Regions from separate parts of the Mus musculus genome. Here region 1 is linked to region 2. Evidence: chromatin contacts called from public promoter capture Hi-C data. All regions are on one chromosome and are shown on one strand. Each heading gives the region's core, a stretch centred on a gene start, on an enhancer-like site or on the middle of the called end of the contact. The rest is flanking DNA. Distances are from core to core; before and after follow the strand shown. Region 1 overlaps Creb5 (cAMP responsive element binding protein 5). Region 2 holds the start of Creb5 (cAMP responsive element binding protein 5).

Evidence for each region. Promoter capture Hi-C pulls out the DNA fragments that hold promoters and counts their contacts.
Region 1: a promoter capture Hi-C map of macrophages shows a contact between it and region 2, with 7 read pairs. The contact joins the enhancer-like site here to the promoter of Creb5 in region 2. A contact is called at or near these places in 3 of 39 promoter capture datasets (cranial neural crest, hematopoietic stem and progenitor cells and macrophages), 1 of 15 datasets of contacts at CTCF or cohesin (pro-B cells), 13 of 484 Hi-C or Micro-C datasets (the BV-2 cell line, ECoMG-derived neutrophils, bone marrow-derived macrophages and 9 more), 7 of 115 datasets of contacts at active chromatin or transcription factors (bone marrow-derived dendritic cells, bone marrow-derived macrophages, craniofacial prominence and 3 more) and 4 of 9 other capture datasets (adipose tissue, bone marrow-derived macrophages, macrophages and 1 more).

What each region holds. Positions count from the first base shown.
Region 1 is chr6:53,447,284-53,450,097 of GRCm38.p6, reverse strand. It overlaps Creb5 (cAMP responsive element binding protein 5), which reads right to left. Exons shown (of 11, transcript NM_001327821.1): 5 at 2,380-2,552. Among named protein-coding and RNA genes, the nearest start is that of Gm38815, 23 kb to the left of the region's middle. Within about 2 kb of position 1,342, at least 77 of the 459 cell types and tissues checked have an H3K27ac peak or open chromatin away from gene starts, as enhancers often do. A contact at or near this core is called in the BV-2 cell line, ECoMG-derived neutrophils, bone marrow-derived dendritic cells and 6 more, where this site is marked.
Region 2 is chr6:53,285,989-53,288,688 of GRCm38.p6, reverse strand. It overlaps Creb5 (cAMP responsive element binding protein 5), which reads right to left and starts at 1,386. Exons shown (of 11, transcript NM_001327821.1): 1 at 1,316-1,386.

The DNA.
Region 1 (2,814 bases), core at 93-2,592, 160 kb before region 2:
GGATAGGAGTCAGGCAGTCCCGTCTCCTGCAAAGTTCCAGTTGTGAATACACCCGCTGGCCACAGCACAAGAGTGTTATGCGTGGGCACAGGTGGGTCCCAGTCTCTCTGGCTGGATGCAGCTTCAGCACCTAGCCTGAATGAAGACTTTCATTGCTGTGTGCTGTTTTTGTTGGCCAATCGCCATGACAAACATTTGCAGGTGGCTTGGCCAGATTTTGACACTTAAATATTTGAGGTTGTGATAAAAATCAGAATATTACTACAATATGGTTCTCTATGCTCATGCATGTGCCCATACGCACACACACACACACACACACACACACACACACACTAGAAATTTTTAAAAAGCTATCTGCAATTTCAAATGCTCATTTGCCGACATCTCCCAGGGGAACTCGTATTTTAAAATGAGCACTCATTTCCTCTTTGCTGAGGGAAATAAAAGAGCCAACCATCCCCAAGTGTTACCACCTAGGGTTCCATACTCAATCCACTGGTGAGAAGGGCAGGGCTGGGTCCTGCTGAGCCCCTCGATCATCTGGGCAGAGCTTTGGATGGGTCACGTGGAGGAGAAGAAGCCCAGGAGTGACAGGATGTGGGGGTTTTGAATCAACAGAGTAAGCACAACAGGGAAGGATCTGGAGAAAAGAAATAGCCTCCCTCAAGCTGGGCAACGAGACAGAGACAGAGCCCTAGAAGTAACAATTATCTCCTAGAACACATACACACAACGCCCCCAAGAAGCAGAAAGAACGGCAGAGTGACACAGCCTACAAATGTCACCCAAAATGTACAGTCTGGGGCCAGCTGGGTAAATTATTGACAGAGTCAACACCCATCTTAAAATTTAGTGCTAGCCTTAAAAGGATTGCTTCATAAAACCCAGTGCTGCGTTAACAATGGGGAACACTAAGGGCCTCAGAGAGGGTTGTGGGCAGGGGTACAAGGGGCAGGCGAGGGCTGCAGGGGGGGAAGAATGCTGTAAAACTGCTAGTAAACTCTAGCACATTTTATGCTTTTCCCCCCTTGAAAGAAAAATAAAATAATTATAATTAGCTGGTCCAGCTGTGAATTGTCTGCCCGCAGCCAGGGCCCAAGAGAAAAAGGAGTCCCCCGGGATGCAGACACCATCTTTAATGAAGCCACATTACCTTCCAAGGACATTGTGGTTTAGAGATAGTGGCAATACTTGCTTTTCAAGTTGCTTGAGAAGAAACCATTAGCAAAGATACTTGGCTAGGACGATACCCGCATTTTAAAGCAAAAGCAAGGACCCGGACATCCACACTCACTGCCTGTGCTTTGTCCCTCTGAGTCACCTAACCGAGAAGTCTGAGACACAGTTCCCTATTCTAGGGCACTCAAGGAGTGAGCCAAGGCTTTGTCCTGTGCCCACTCTTGTTCTCAGGGAAAAGGCACTAGGAAAAATTGTAAGGAAGCCTCAAAATTGTGTTTTAAGTCACCACAGCTAGTAGCCCCCTGAGAATTCAGACTGCATTTGGAGGTGAGTACAGCACACAGCAAGTTCCCCTTCTGGTTTCAGGGGCAGCCAATTGCCAGTGCCCATCAATGTACGCACAAGAAGTCAGTGCCTCTCTTCAGAGGCATGTAAAGAACAAACTCCATCCTCATTCTGGAGATAAGGAAGTGGGGAGGTTAAGAATTCGGCGTTTCTAAGAAATTGATGAGTAATGCCCGCATTGCTGATGGTCAGACCACACTCTGCAGCAAGGGGCCAAACCAGTCATATGATGTAAAGAAGCGAGAACAATTTCCAAGACATGATATGTATAGATGTCAAGATACTTCTACCAGTTTCCCTCAAGGTCTTAATATTGCCTTGTTTCATAAATGAGAGGGAAGGGCCCTGCTTACAAGTATAGGCCAATGGAAAGGCCAGGAAGGGCTGACGAGAAAGAAATAACAAGAAAGAGAGGTGGGAAGAAAGACCAGAAAGAATGGCAAGTTGTGGAATACACAGGTGTCCCAGCCAAGCAGCTGCAAACCCCCTAGGAAGGAGTTTGTGGTTGGGGTCACACTGCCAGGAGGTGCCTGGGCTAGCAGAACTCCTCTCTGTTGCCACCGACCATTGCTCCTGAGCAGTCTTCTGCGGTCTGCATGACACCACTAATTTTGTCTGCCATTCACAAATCTTATTTGAAGAAATAAGGTCACATAATGAATAGCTTTCCCCCTCGACATCTAGGATCAAAATAGCCCCAAGCAAACGGAGACGCCTTTTCTCATCCAAAGCATCACTCTTTTGGCAGCATCATATCAGACGGGAAAAACAACAAATCCAAGCACTAGAACCAGGGAGAATATACAAAAGGTTGCCTGAGCTCTTCCAGAGACAGAGAGGAAGTCTTCTTACCCAATCTGGCGGTTGGTGGAAGGAGCCTGAGTGATGACCGAGCTGGACTGGGGAGAAGGCATGGCTTGCTGAATCACAACGCTGCTGTCATGGTTGGGCATCCGAGTGCTGCCTAGCTGGTGAGCTCCGGGTCCCGTCATGGTCCCACCAACTGTATTATGCATGGAGATATTCTGCCCAGAGAAGACAGAGGAGAAAGGTCAGAAGGAGCCAATGTTTCATCTACTCCCCACACCTCCAAGGCCAAAGCTGGAAATCTGACCGTGTTGCCTAAACAGAGTTAGAGCTTCTAGCAAGGCAAGGATTCATTTTTCTTGCTATACCTGAACAGTTAAGAGGAGGTGCAAAATAAATACTTATCCAAAAAGTGAAACATACCTGGAAATAAATGCCTTGACATTTGCTGAGCATACTGCCACCAGCCATCCTGAGGGA
Region 2 (2,700 bases), core at 137-2,636:
CCAGCCTTTATTCTTTGACACATGTCAGGAAGAGGGAAAAATAAAAAACCAAGCAAGCGTTGCTGATACTGACAACGATGTACAAGTAGCCCACTCTAGTTCCCAGCGTTGAACCAGCATCAAGTGGGGGCGGCACTCGTCCAGGGAAAGCTGGAGCTTTTTCTACTAGACACTCCCTGGAAATAAATCTATGACTAGAAAATAAATGAAAAATTAAAGCGGGCTATAGTCCCTCTAAAGTGGCTTAGTGGGGGCGGTGTCTGCTTGTCTCAACCCTTTAAGAACTTTGTGAAAAGTTTAAGCGGTTCGATAAAGAATCTGGCTCAAAGGCAGACTCTGTCGCCCGGTCCTGAGAACCGCCTGGGTGCAGTGCGGCTCGGGCCCCAGCTGTCATTTGGGGCAGCAGCCCGGAAGAAGTAAGAGTGCCAGCGCAAAGGGGACGGAGGCGGGAGGCGGCTGCAGGAGTGAAGGCGAGGGCTGCGGAGCACTCTCGAGCTGGAGCGCCTGGAGCGAAAGTCAAGTCCCCCTCCAAGGCAACCGACCCTCCCGCTGCAGCCGGCGGCCGGTCGCGAGAACTGGCAGCGGCCGCTGGGCACCCGGGAGAGGGAGAACCCCCTGCGAACTCGCTCGGCTGCCCCTAGGTGACCAGGCGACTTTGCCGCAACGGTTGGAAGTTTGCTAACTTTCTCCCGGGGTTCCGCTGCATCACTGAGAAACGGGATGCGAGGAGGCTCCAGGTTCCTGGTCTGTTGCTGCTGCTGCTACCACTGCCGCCTCCGCCGCCGCCACCACCACCGCCGCTTGACCACACTTCAGAAGGGTTCCACACCATGCCGGGGCTCTGGAGGCAAACATACACCCCCGATTCATAACTGTTCCCCGTGTCAGGGAAACTCACGCGCGCTCCCATACACGCACGCACACTGGGTCGGACACGGCGCTGGCTCCACTCAGCATCCCTCCAGTCGCACGGCGCAGCAATCACCAAGAAGCGCTCCGGGACGGACACGGCGTGGGGTCTCTGGGTGACTACAGGACACAGCACAACTCCACAGTCCACCAGCAATTGGGGCCGGACTTCCTTCTGATCCGCCAAAGTGTTTACAAACACAAATCAAGGGGGAAAAAATGCATCGCATCCTTTCTACTCCTTGCCCTGTGACCTGCCCATTGGACTAAGTAACCTCGCGGCTGCAGCGATGAACCAACCCCTGCAAACAAGGACGCTCCGGAGTCGGCTCGCGCGGCAAGTGCAGCGAAAGTGGCTAAATGCAAAAGGCCCAGAAGTGGCCGCGCCGTATTTTTAGGAACTTACCAAACAAGTGTGGAGAAGGCAAGAGCCGAGCCCGGGTGAAGGGACCACGTTGGACTGAGCAAAGATTACAATACATTCTATTTAGAGTGCATTACATCACCCCCCCGGTGACGTCACGTGGGATTCCTGAACTTCTAAATCATTGCGGTCCGTTGGGGAAAAGGAGGGAGAGAGGGGCGGGGCCCGCACGCCGAGGGGGCGGGCCCGGTCTCCGCCCCGCCCAAATCCCGCCCCTCGAGCGGACCCGGGTGCTTGCGGCGGCGTCCGCGATCGCGCAAGCAACAGCTTGCACAGCCCAGCGCCGAGTAACACGGCCCCCCGACATTAGTGGTGTGAGTCAGCTTGGAAACAATCCTGAAGGTTTCAAACAGAGCCACGCAGGAGACACCGGCACGAGCTCTTCTGCAAGAAGTGTCTGTAGGGTCAGAAAGAAGTAAGGTTTGGGGTGTGTGCATGAGGTGGTAAGGATGCTGAAGGAGGTAGAAAGAGACATTTACACTTACAAATGCAGGCCACTTCCTACTTCCCTACCCCAGCCACCGAAGATACCCAGATCCTTTGCCTGTGACAGCCATGACCTCATTGCAGCGTTCTCTGCATGCTGGCTTCTTAGTATCTCCATTTCGCCGCCCCTCTCCTCATCACGCTCAAGGGCATATAACTTCTTGTGCACACTCAGTAGGACTACACACAGCCTTCCCTGGTCTCGCACCTTGCATGTGCTGACCTGTGAGAGAATCTCTCTAAAGGCGAAAGGCGAATCTCAGCCAAGAGCCAAATGATGAGCCGGATTTAGACTCCGCGTCAGCGCCGGAAGGGCCCTGGCCATTGCTTCCAGAGCCTCTGCTACTGGCCCAAGCTCGCCGGCTGGGAAGCAGTCGAGCCAGGGCTAGAATACAGGATCTAGGGCCAGGTCTGCAAAGGGAAAAGAGGACTGACCTTTTTCAGCATGGGCCAGAAGCCACCGCTCTCACCTTCCTCATCCCTGGCAAGGGCTAGATTTCCTTTTGGAAGCTCTCTCTCCCTTTGGGGAGCATTGAAAGCCTGTTCGAAATGACCACTGTCATCCAACAACAGCTCACACTTTGCCAAACACTTGAAGCCACACCATTTTCTTCTTCCTCATATGACTTTGACAGAATAAGGAAAAGCGGGGAGTGTGTTGTAATTATCTCTATTTCACAGCTGAGCTGAGGCAGACAGACTCAGAAGGCTAGGAGCTCTCCTGATCATCAGGGACCACTCTAGCGCATGTCTAACCCCAGATCTCACCTGGGTTCCTTGGTAGAATCAGGCATATTAATTCTTTTCTGATGGCTGACTGGTTAGAACTTCAACTAAGAGCTTGCTGGCTGGGAGTTGGATCTTTGCTTAGGAACAGTTTA